Regions from separate parts of the Zea mays genome. Here region 2 is linked to region 1. Evidence: chromatin contacts called from public Hi-C data. All regions are on one chromosome and are shown on one strand. Each heading gives the region's core, a stretch centred on a gene start, on an enhancer-like site or on the middle of the called end of the contact. The rest is flanking DNA. Distances are from core to core; before and after follow the strand shown. Region 1 holds the start of LOC111589918. Region 2 holds the start of LOC100280040 (GYF domain-containing protein).

What was found. A called contact is a pair of places that touch in the nucleus more often than the background predicts.
Region 2: a contact with region 1 is called in a Hi-C map of tassel, with 4 times the contacts expected there. The contact joins the promoter of LOC100280040 here to the promoter of LOC111589918 in region 1. A contact is called at or near these places in 6 of 25 Hi-C or Micro-C datasets (bundle sheath, ear, leaf and 2 more).

The regions. Positions count from the first base shown.
Region 1 is chr8:166,888,563-166,893,498 of Zm-B73-REFERENCE-NAM-5.0, forward strand. LOC111589918 reads right to left here and starts at 2,855. Exons shown (of 3, transcript XM_023300801.2): 1 at 2,481-2,855; 2 at 1,968-2,402; 3 at 813-1,872. The coding sequence starts at 2,651. The coding sequence ends at 997. It overlaps LOC100281533, which reads right to left. Exons shown (of 11, transcript NM_001368025.1): 8 at 4,140-4,611; 9 at 3,773-3,870; 10 at 3,665-3,695; 11 at 2,960-3,534. The coding sequence ends at 3,359.
Region 2 is chr8:167,194,107-167,199,392 of Zm-B73-REFERENCE-NAM-5.0, forward strand. It overlaps LOC100280040 (GYF domain-containing protein), which reads left to right and starts at 1,819. Exons shown (of 9, transcript NM_001331175.1): 1 at 1,819-2,138; 2 at 2,267-2,335; 3 at 2,640-2,710; 4 at 2,814-3,674; 5 at 3,762-3,852; 6 at 3,973-4,824; 7 at 4,931-5,286. The coding sequence starts at 2,096.

The DNA of each region.
Region 1 (4,936 bases), core at 1,605-4,104:
GAGAGAAAACTGTACAGATGTGTGATACCAATTCAAACGTAGTATGAGAATATAGTTATGGCCTATCCAATGATATTAATTTTGTGTTATAAATCTTAATGCTTCTTCTAACTTTAGAATTTTAATATGACAGAGTGCTTAAAAAGTAAAGTATGAAACATTTTTTCCCTAAGGTTCTCTTCAACGACTCCCTCTCGCGCTCCAACTATCGGTTATGGGGTGGGTTCCGACGCCCCCTCGCCGTCCAACATCTCTCCCCTCGCCGAGGGGGAGCTCTAACCTAATTGATTGTATTTAGTGGAAAATTAATATTGTTGAGTTTAATTAGCCGATAACAATGTATATTATGGTACTACATATATGATATATGGTAGTATTTTTTAAAACTACAAAAACTGAGGTACAAAAGTTAAATAGCTCAATTAAAGGATAATGAGGGAGCTAGATAGGGAGAATGGTTGAATAAGAGGAGAAATAGGGGGAAGAATAATTGAAGGAGAGGTATTTAAATACGAATAGAATGTACGAATGCGGAGATTTGGGAGGAGGAATGGTTGGAGATAGCCTAACATCTCTAGTGAAAACTGACATGGAATATCTTATTAGTAATACTGTAATATAGTAAGATATTAAAGATAACTAGTTCTGGAACTCACAACAATGGCATCATATGTTGTTAACTAAGCAGTGTTTGATTTTTAAGGAATAATTTTTAGTTCATCTATTTTATTTCATTTTGAATCTCTAAATTGTCAAATAAGAAAATTAAAATGGAGTTTTAGTTTCCGAATTTAGCAATTTAGAGACTAAAATGAACCAAACTCCTCCTAACGCTTTTTTTAACATCCATTCAGGTACAACGACGAGTTCACTACGACATACAGGTGCCATCAACTCAACACAAACAAATTTTCAAATCAGAAAAGAAGAAACACAGATAACAGGTACTCAGGTAGCACTTCCGTATACAAGCAAGCAAACATTGGGTCCTCCACTTCAAGCCGCGGTCACCTCGTCCACGAGCCGCTGGAACTCGGCCATGGCCGCGGGCGGCAGCCCCAGCAGGACGCGGACGCCGCCGCCGCCGCCCCCCTCCTCCCCGCACGGCAGGAAGAGCGCCACCTCCTTCTCGGGGAGCGCCGCGGGGCCGCACGCCGCGGGCGGGCCCCACCCGAAGTCGGCCGCGCGGAACGGCAGCCGCGACCACGCCGTGATGAGCAGCGTCGACGCCAGCGACGGCCGCGCGCGCGTCGCCTCGAAGTAGTCCACCGCGGACCGCATGTAGGCGTCCGTCACGGCCCCCGCGGCGCCGCGCACCAGCCGCACAGCGCGCGGCAGCGAGCGCGCCAGCTCCCCCGCGGGGCACGCCGCGCTGGTCAGCACGATGGCGTTGCCGAAGTACCCCTCGGGGAGCGGCGGCGAGAACCTCGGCCGCCCGTCCACCGCGAACAGCAGCTTGCTCGGGCGAGACGCCCGCATCCCCAGCGCCCGCGTGCGCGCGCTCCACACGAACCCGGCCAGCGCCTCGAACGTGGTGCACGCGCGGCCCTCCAGCGCCGCCGCCGCCGCCGCCGCCTTGACGCGCGCGATGGACGCGGGCGTGAACTGGAACGACCGGTGCAGGAGCGGGGAGTCCTCGTACTCGTCCTCGTCGTCGTCGGTGATCTGCGCGAACTCGTGGTGCGGGAAGTCGACCTGCGGCGGGTCGCGCGCGCGGAGGACGGCGCGGTCTAGGGCCGGCGGCAGCGACAGCGGGAGGCCGCGCGCCGTCTCGCCCCACGAGTTGACGAACTGCATGGCGCCGACGCCGTCGAACATGCAGTGGTTGATGGCCAGCCCCAGCACGAAGCCGCCGCACTTGAACTTGGTCACCTTGCAAGTCCATGGATCCATCGCCCGTCGTTATTATCTAATAACTAACTCCATCGATCCAGGAGATCGATGCACGAGCAGCAAATCGTACGTACCTGGGCTGCAAGCAGCGGCATCTCGAGTATGTTCTTGGCGCCGGGGACGCTGTACACGAGCCTGCCGAGCACGGAGGGGTCGGGCTCGGTGACGTCGCCGATGTCCGCCATGGCGCAGTCCGCGTCGGCCTCCACGAACACGGCGCCCTCGCCCGTGCAGTCCACGACCAGCTTCCCGTCGCCCGAGGTCGCCAGCCGCCCGGCGAGCGGGTAGTAGTGAACGAGCACCTTCGCCAGCGACTCCCTCAGCACGTCGCAGGCGCTGACTCCGCCGCCGGCGCCGCCGTCTGCCGCCCTGAAGCAGTACACGGTCTGCACGATGACGGCGATGTTCTGGTCCAGGTTGGAGAGGTAGTAGAGGCCGCCGGGTGTCTCCTCCGCCGGCGTCACCAGCGACGGCTCCCCCTGCTGCTTGATCCGCATCTCGAACACACTCTGCGTGCATATCCGTCGTCCATGTCAGAAACGGCGAGAACACGACTAGCAAAAAAAAACTTGATGAACGGACATTACCATTGCTGGAGTCAGACCAGCAGCGGAGCACAACCGGGACTGGATCTGGACCTGGACGACGCAGCGCGCGTGTAAGAAAGAACTCGGAGGGGAGCGGATCGAGGGAGAAGGCTTATAAGAAGAGGAAGAGAGGTCTCTTGTGCGTGCGCGCGAGTAAGGTGGTTGGGACATTTGGATGGAGTGAGCCAAGGGATGCAGCCAGCATGCAAATGCACGCTCGTAGTTCTTCTCCGAGCAGGTGAGAATCGGAACCGTATTCTAGATGATCTTGGGTTTCAGGAAGGTTGCTAGTGGAAATGGCAAGCACAAGCAGGCAGAGAAGACGGCGACTGCAGCTGTGATCATTTTCATCGGAAGCGTTTCATCTACAGACCTATCCACCAGCGGTGCACACACAGCGTCTGAGCACATGAGAGAGAGTACGACCACTTGAAACGCTTAAGATCACACAGACAAGGACCCAACAAAAATGCCCACATAGCAGAGAATCACTGCGCTAACATTGCGATGGCTAGGTAAACAACAAATGCAAGGAGCAGGAACGATTCAGAACTCGGATACATAGTTTTACATGGATAAATAGCTGAAACAAGCCCAGAATTGTTCTGCATATTACAGTCACGCTAGCTACCTACGCAACCAAGCTATCGTACATGACCATACACTAGAGACTACATCCACTACCAAGTCAAGCACAACTAGGTGTGTATGGCTGTGAAATGGTTAACAATCTTTGTAACCAGTACCCAGGTCACCGGCTCGTTCTCGCGGTGCCCCCAATTGTACAGAGCCAAAACCTCCAAACACGGGAGAATTGGCCGGAAAATAGTCCTTCCAGGTTCAATCCAAACCACCACTGGCACATCCGGTCCACAGAATCACTTCTCTTCTCCTCCATCGGGATCACTCTTTGACTTCTCCACCTTGCCGTTGTCTTCTGCTTCATCTTCCGAGCCTTCTTCACCTTCATCATCAGACATGCTATTTATTACATCTTCTATGATGCGTTTCACTTCTGCTTTTCTGTCCATGAGGTCCATTTCGAAATGGGTCCCTGGGTTTAAACGAACCAAGCATGTCAGTACACTCATCTGCTACTGCTAGAAAACTAAGGTTACAGCCGATGTATCAACAGTTTCTTCATATATCTACACCAATGAAATTCAAGCAGCATAAAAATGTACCTAATTGTCTGAGAATATCAGCCAAAGTTGCCTACACAAAAAATAACCAGTCAGAATACAAAAAAACACATAAAACTATAGACCATGTTCAAAACACAAACTGCTTACTGTGTTGAAGTCAACTTCCTTCAAAATGCTGCTAACAACAGCATGAAGCTGTTCATTGGTTGGGGCAGTCCCAGCACCTGGGCCACCCTTGCCTTTTCCTAGGGAGCATAAACAGAAAATAGCTTATTAGAGCTATGGCAGTCAAGCAGAGTAACGCATGTATATGGCATCACATCACAAATCACAGGCCTTTTAACTGAAAATGATTTTTGGACAGAAGAAAAAAAAACTTGCAGTCTTAACTCTTAAATTAACGAGCACAAATAAACTCAAAGCTGCACTAGGATGGCAACAATCAAAAGGAAAGAATACCAAAACAATACCAATCAATACACACAGCATGTGGTAAGCATTACAAAACTTGTACCTTTATTCTTATTCCTGGCAGCTTTGTTGTTTTGGGCTTCTTTTCCATTATCCTTCTTGGATTTAGAAACCTTCTTGTTTGGCTTATTTGAATCTGGTGGCGCATCAGTTTCTTTTGAGCTCTTTGCTCTCTTGCCAACCTTTTTTATCTCTACCTCAGGCTCATTTTTACTGTTTTGAGAAGGCTTTGATGCACGTTTTGCAGGTTTCATAGAACCCTTTTTTCCTGGTGCATCCTTTTCCTTTGCATCAGTACCAGTTTCTTTAACCTGTTTTACATCTGTAGACTTTTTCTTTGCTGGAGGCTCATCAGGTTCAGCATCACTCACAGCATGATCATTTGCCTCAGAGTCAGAGCCCACATCAGCTTCGTCTCCTGTTGATGCATCCTCAGAACCAGCAAGATCAGCATCATCCCCATCATCATTCTCTTTACCATCTTCAGCTGCTTGTTTCTGAACTCTTTTCCTTTTCTGTTCAATGAGACAAGCAGACACCAAGATTCCATTAATCAGTAAAAATGATAATACAAAAAAAAATTTAACCACTATACATATTGCCCATGTATGTTGACTTATTGCCTAGACAGTAAGAAACTAGATTGCTAAAAAAGAAGAGCTCAAAGAGTATACATAGACGTCTGTCATGAAACAGTTCAAGAAAAGAGACAGAAGTAATGTCCTCAGTACCAAAAAAATGCTTAAGGAAACATCATTATGCATTCACCAAGGTGTTCTTAAGCACGAGGCAGAGCCCTAACGTTATATAGGTCGTAGCCATCCAATTAAACACCGTGGA
Region 2 (5,286 bases), core at 569-3,068, 300 kb after region 1:
GGAAGGAGATCGGCACTGGACCGTCTACAGTGACTGTCCGGTGGCGCACCGGACTGTCCGGTGCGCCACTCGACAGAAGGCAAGGATGGCCTTCCTTGTTGGCCTCTAACGTCTCTTAGCTGTCTTGGGGGCTATAAAAGGGACCCCTAGGCGCATGGAGGAGTAACCCAAGCTTACAAGAAACATTCTAAGACTCCAAGACTCCAATTTCACGCATTCGATTCTTTGAGATAGTGACTTGAGCTCCATTTGAGTTGTGAACTCCGTGCGTTGTGTTTTGAGCTCAAGTTGTGACTTGTGTGCGTAGTTGTGCTGCGATTTGTGTCTTGTGTGCATTTCTCTTCCCAACCTTACTCTTGTGCGTTCTTTGTGACCAATCTTGTAAGGGCGAGAGGCTCCAATTTGTGGAGATTCCTCGCAAATAGGAAAAGGATATAAGGAAGAAAAGTCGTAGTATTCAAGTTGATCATTGCATCACTTGAAAGGGGTTGAGTGCAACCCTCGTCCATTGGGACGCCACAACGTGAAAGTAGGCAAGTGTTACTTGGCCGAACCACGGGATAAATTCGCATGTCTCTTGTGATTGCTCTCTCTTTGATTGTTTGTGTTCGCAAGAGCTCGTCTTATTGACTTGATTAACCCGCACTAATATCTTTATAATCAAGGTTGTTGGAATTTAGTGTTGAATTTTACAGGATCACCTATTCACCCCTCTAGGTGCTCTCAAAAAATGAGGTACCATTGCCATCCTTTCTAAGCATAATATTACTATGAATTGAAATAGGCTTAGTATTGTTACCTAAGGAACATGAATTTGCCATGTGTCCCCTTTCCCAACATGTGTAGCAAGTTTTCTTTGTTTCGACCACTTGTCTGCTATCGAATTCATGCATGTATGCAAGTGAAGCACTTTGAATGATTTGAATTATGCAAATGATGAATTTGTGATTCTTGTTTGATAAGTGTGAAGATGATCCATCCAAGAATTAGAGAAAATTGATCGATCACGATTCATATATAATGGGAATAATAATCAAGAGAAAAATGATGATTATTGGACTTTAGTGTGTAGATAAACCAAATTTAAAGCTACAAGTAATGACCAGAAAAACTAGGTTAACATAATTTAAAAGTTTTTAATAACCTAAAAATTGAGAAGTGTCGCAACTCGCAAGCTATGATTGCTTTGTTCCCGATACGTATTTAGGGTCCGTTTGGTTCCTTTAGTTCAGTAACTAAAGTTTAGTTAGGAGACTAAAGTTTAGTCTCTATCATGTTTGATTCTATAGACTAAAATATTCAAAATGTATTAAATGAATCATAAGAGGACTAAAATACACCTTAACATTCTTTCGTCATTAGCGTAACTGAAATAAAGGAGGGGCAAAAACTAGAATTTATAAGGTTTAATTCCTTTTAGTCTTCCCTTGATAGACTAGAGACTAAAACAATTTAGTCCCTGTTTTAGTCTCACCATTTGGCAACTTAGAGACTAAATAAGACTAAAATAAAGAGACTAATCTTTAGTCCCTCGAACTAAACGGGACCTTAGCAAGTTATTTTTAGGAACTTATGTGTGAAACCAAGCCATCTTCACAACAAATTATTTGTTTTTTTTCCATAATTGAGTCACGATATCTGTATCACCACCATCCTAAAAAACGTTCATATAGTCACCAGCTAACTAATAAAAACGTACTATTTTGCTACAAACAAGGAAGAAAAAAACGATAGAAACAAACAAATCGCGCGATAAGCTATGATTTATCTCTTGGTTTGTGCTCGTCATCTCTTCCTATTCTCTCGCCCCGCTCCACGCCCCCATCGAAACACAGCCAAAAAGCCACCCCGTCCAAAACACACACACATAGCTCCCAATCCCAACCCCCGGCCACCCTCCATCTCCTGCTCCTCGCATCGCCGGTGACCTCGCCGCCTCGCTCTGTCTCAAAACCCTAGCCCCGGTTCTCTCCGCCGCCTCGCCCCGTTCGCTCGGATCGCGCCGCGGGAGCCGCTGCCTCTCCTCTCTCTCCGCCCTCCACCGGAAACCCTAGCTCACTCCCCCGCTCGCTCCTTCGGATCCCGCGAGGCTCCGATGGCGGAGAGGAAGCTGGATCGACCCTCGGCACTCGGCAAAGGTGACCCGCCCGATCTAGGCGCCCTGGCCCGCGTGAGATCCGATCTGCCGCCTGGACTGGCCTCGGGGCAGATCTGTGATTGATTGGTGGGTGCCCCCGATTTGACGTCTGGTTGTTGCGTCGTGCAGGTGGGCTGTCGCTTGGGATCGAGGAGGACAGGGCCGCCGCCGCCATGGGGTTCGTCGACCACTCCAAAGGTGCGGATTTCTTCACCCGAAACCACTTGCCTTTCATTCCTCCCTGATTCATCTCGGACTGTCTGCTTTGCTCAGCTTAGCATGAGGTATTTCTGTAGCGGGCGCCATGCACTACCGCACAAATGTGTAGCGTTCTGTTGGGTATTGCTAGTTCGTGTTGCGTGGGTGCATGTTTCCTGTGCGGTTGCTATCCTCGTCCTCTGTCTGCTTGCGTAGGGTCGTGAGCTTGTGCATCATTAGGCTGTCGTGTGGATGATACAATCGTGTGGATGATATTGCTGAGCGTTGACCCTCTGCTATGCAGATCAGCACCACCTGGATAACAGCATTCCCCTTTCTCCTCAGTGGCTCTACGCCAAACCTGCTGATGGAAAGGTTTGTGATCACTGCCCTTCCTTCAGGGACTGTTTCACTGTACCATGATGTCGATTGACTGCTGGTAAATTGATCTTTAACGATGCTGGATGCTCATCTGCAGATCTCGCTGCCTCATGGGTCCTCCCTTGAACCTGCTGAAAAGGAAGCGAGGATGTTGGAAGGAACTGCTGATAGGAAAGAACGAAGGAGGAATGTATTTGATGCTGACAGTGGTCTTCGTTGGCTTGAAGAGGAGAGGGAGACAAGCCTTCTTGGGAGGAGGGAGCGCAAGAAGGATGTAGACCGGGATGTGGATAACCGCAAGATCGATCGCCGATCTGACAATGTTTCTGCAAGGGACAACACTGATCCGCGCACAGCTCCTTCATCTGAAAGGTGGAATGATGGTTCCACCCGTAGCCTGGGGAATGAGGGTCGACGTGATGCAAAATGGTCATCAAGATGGGGCCCCGATGACAAGGAGAAGGACTCCAGGTCAGACAAGAAGGTTGATGCAGAGAAGGATGAAACTCATGCTGATAAACAGGCCTTCACAGGAAGGCTGCTGTCTGAGTCCGATTCCCGTGATAAATGGAGGCCTCGTCACCGGCAGGAAAGTCATTCTGTTGGAACAGCTACGTACCGTGCTGCTCCAGGCTTTGGATCCGAGAAAGGACGTGTTAAGGACTCGTCTAATGTTGGTTTTGCCGCTGGAAGAGGCAGGGGAAACCCAAACTCAGTTGCATCCTTCAACCGGCCATCATCTGCAGGATCAATCGGTGCTCCAGCTGTGCATGGGAAATTTGCAAAAACTGCAGTTAGTTTCCGCTACCCAAGAGGGAAGCTTCTTGATATATACAGGCAGAAAAATATGATGTCGTCGTTTGATGATGCCCACATGAAACTGGACGAAATTCCTTCTATCACACTCTCTATTGCTGCAAAACCTCTAGCATTTGTTGCACCAGATACTGTTGAAGAGGTAATACCTAGGCTATATTTTCCTACTAACTTTAAGCTCTAATCTCATTTCCCCCCTCTTTATCTACCTTCTTGACTACTTGTTCAGGCTCTCCTGGAAGATATTAGAAAGGGTAAAGTCATTAGCAGTGAAGGAATCAATGGGACTGGAAACAAGGAGAGGGCAAAAGAGCTCGAAGGTATATCTACACTGGGATGTTAGTTGTGCCATGATTTTATAGACTTAAAAATGTAAATGTTACTGTTTATCCATGGCTTCCTATCCATATGGTAAACTCTAAATTGTATGATTGTTTCAGAACCTGCTTCTGGTATTGATGATGACAAGGGCAAAGCCAGTTTTGCAATTGCTGGGTTGGGTCAAGAAGGGTCTTCAGGTTTAATCTCAGTGAATGATGCCTTCTATGTTGAAGGGACACTTCCTAGTGGTGTCAGTACATCTCTGCCGAAGAAAAGTCTGGAGGGAAATGCCTTCAGCAATCAACATAGGATTACTGACACTCAGGAAGGTTTGAAAACTGCTGAGATCAAGGAAAATGTTGATCATGATCTTGGCACTAAGCTACCTGATGATTCGAACACTCTGTTTGATGTACCATCCTTTGAGCATCTTCAAGAACCCCCTAAGCCATACCAAAGCAACAACATGGATACAAAAGTGGGTGGCCATGCTATTTATCCAGAAGAGTTGACATTATATTATCTGGATCCCCAAGGAGGTGTGCAGGGTCCATTTCTGGGTGCTGACATAATCTCTTGGTATGAAGATGGATACTTCGGTTTGGAGTTACCTGTACGTCTGTCTCAGTTTTCAGATGATGTTCCTTTTCGCCCACTTGTTGAAGTCATGCCCCACCTTGTGCAAAAGCCGCAATCGCGTATACCTGTACCTTGTGATGGAAATTCTGAATCTCTTGAATCATCTCAAAGTAAATTTGAATCCAGTGTCCGTTCTGCTTCCTCTGTGAGGGGTGACCAATTGTCTAACTGGGATACTGAAAGCAATGCTGTTGATCCTAAAAGAGGTGATCATGAAGAATCAATACCTTCTCGTAGTGGTTGGCTATCTTCACCGGAAACAGGAAAGGATATATCAAATACTAGTAATCGCCAGCAGCACATTCCTGAATCAGTGAATCAGGATGCCGAAGGTTAGATTTTTTTTTTAAAAAAACTCATCTGTTCTGTTTGTGTTTTTGCTGAGGTAATGTTTATTTTTTTCATGTTTAATATACACTTTTTTCATGTTTATGACAGAAGTGTTGTACACTGGGAGGCCTAACAGTAGCATGGGTCAATCTTTACGAGACCTTGAGAACGACCATGCAGATTTCCAGTTGACACCACATGATCCCCATTCTGTGGTTGGAGAAGCTAATTTGCCGCAGCATAATGTCCCAAGGGACAGCGATCTGAGTCCTCTTGGCTTACTTTGGTCTGAGCTGGAAGGGCATCCAAAACAACCTCTCTCATCAAATGTACTTGGTGTAAATGAACGTAGAAACTCCAAGCCTACAACACCCAAGGACATTCTACCTGTAAACATGAGACAAGGGCCACTTAGCAGGATGAATGAAGTTTCTAGTGTGCGTGATGAGTGGCCTGCAAACTTT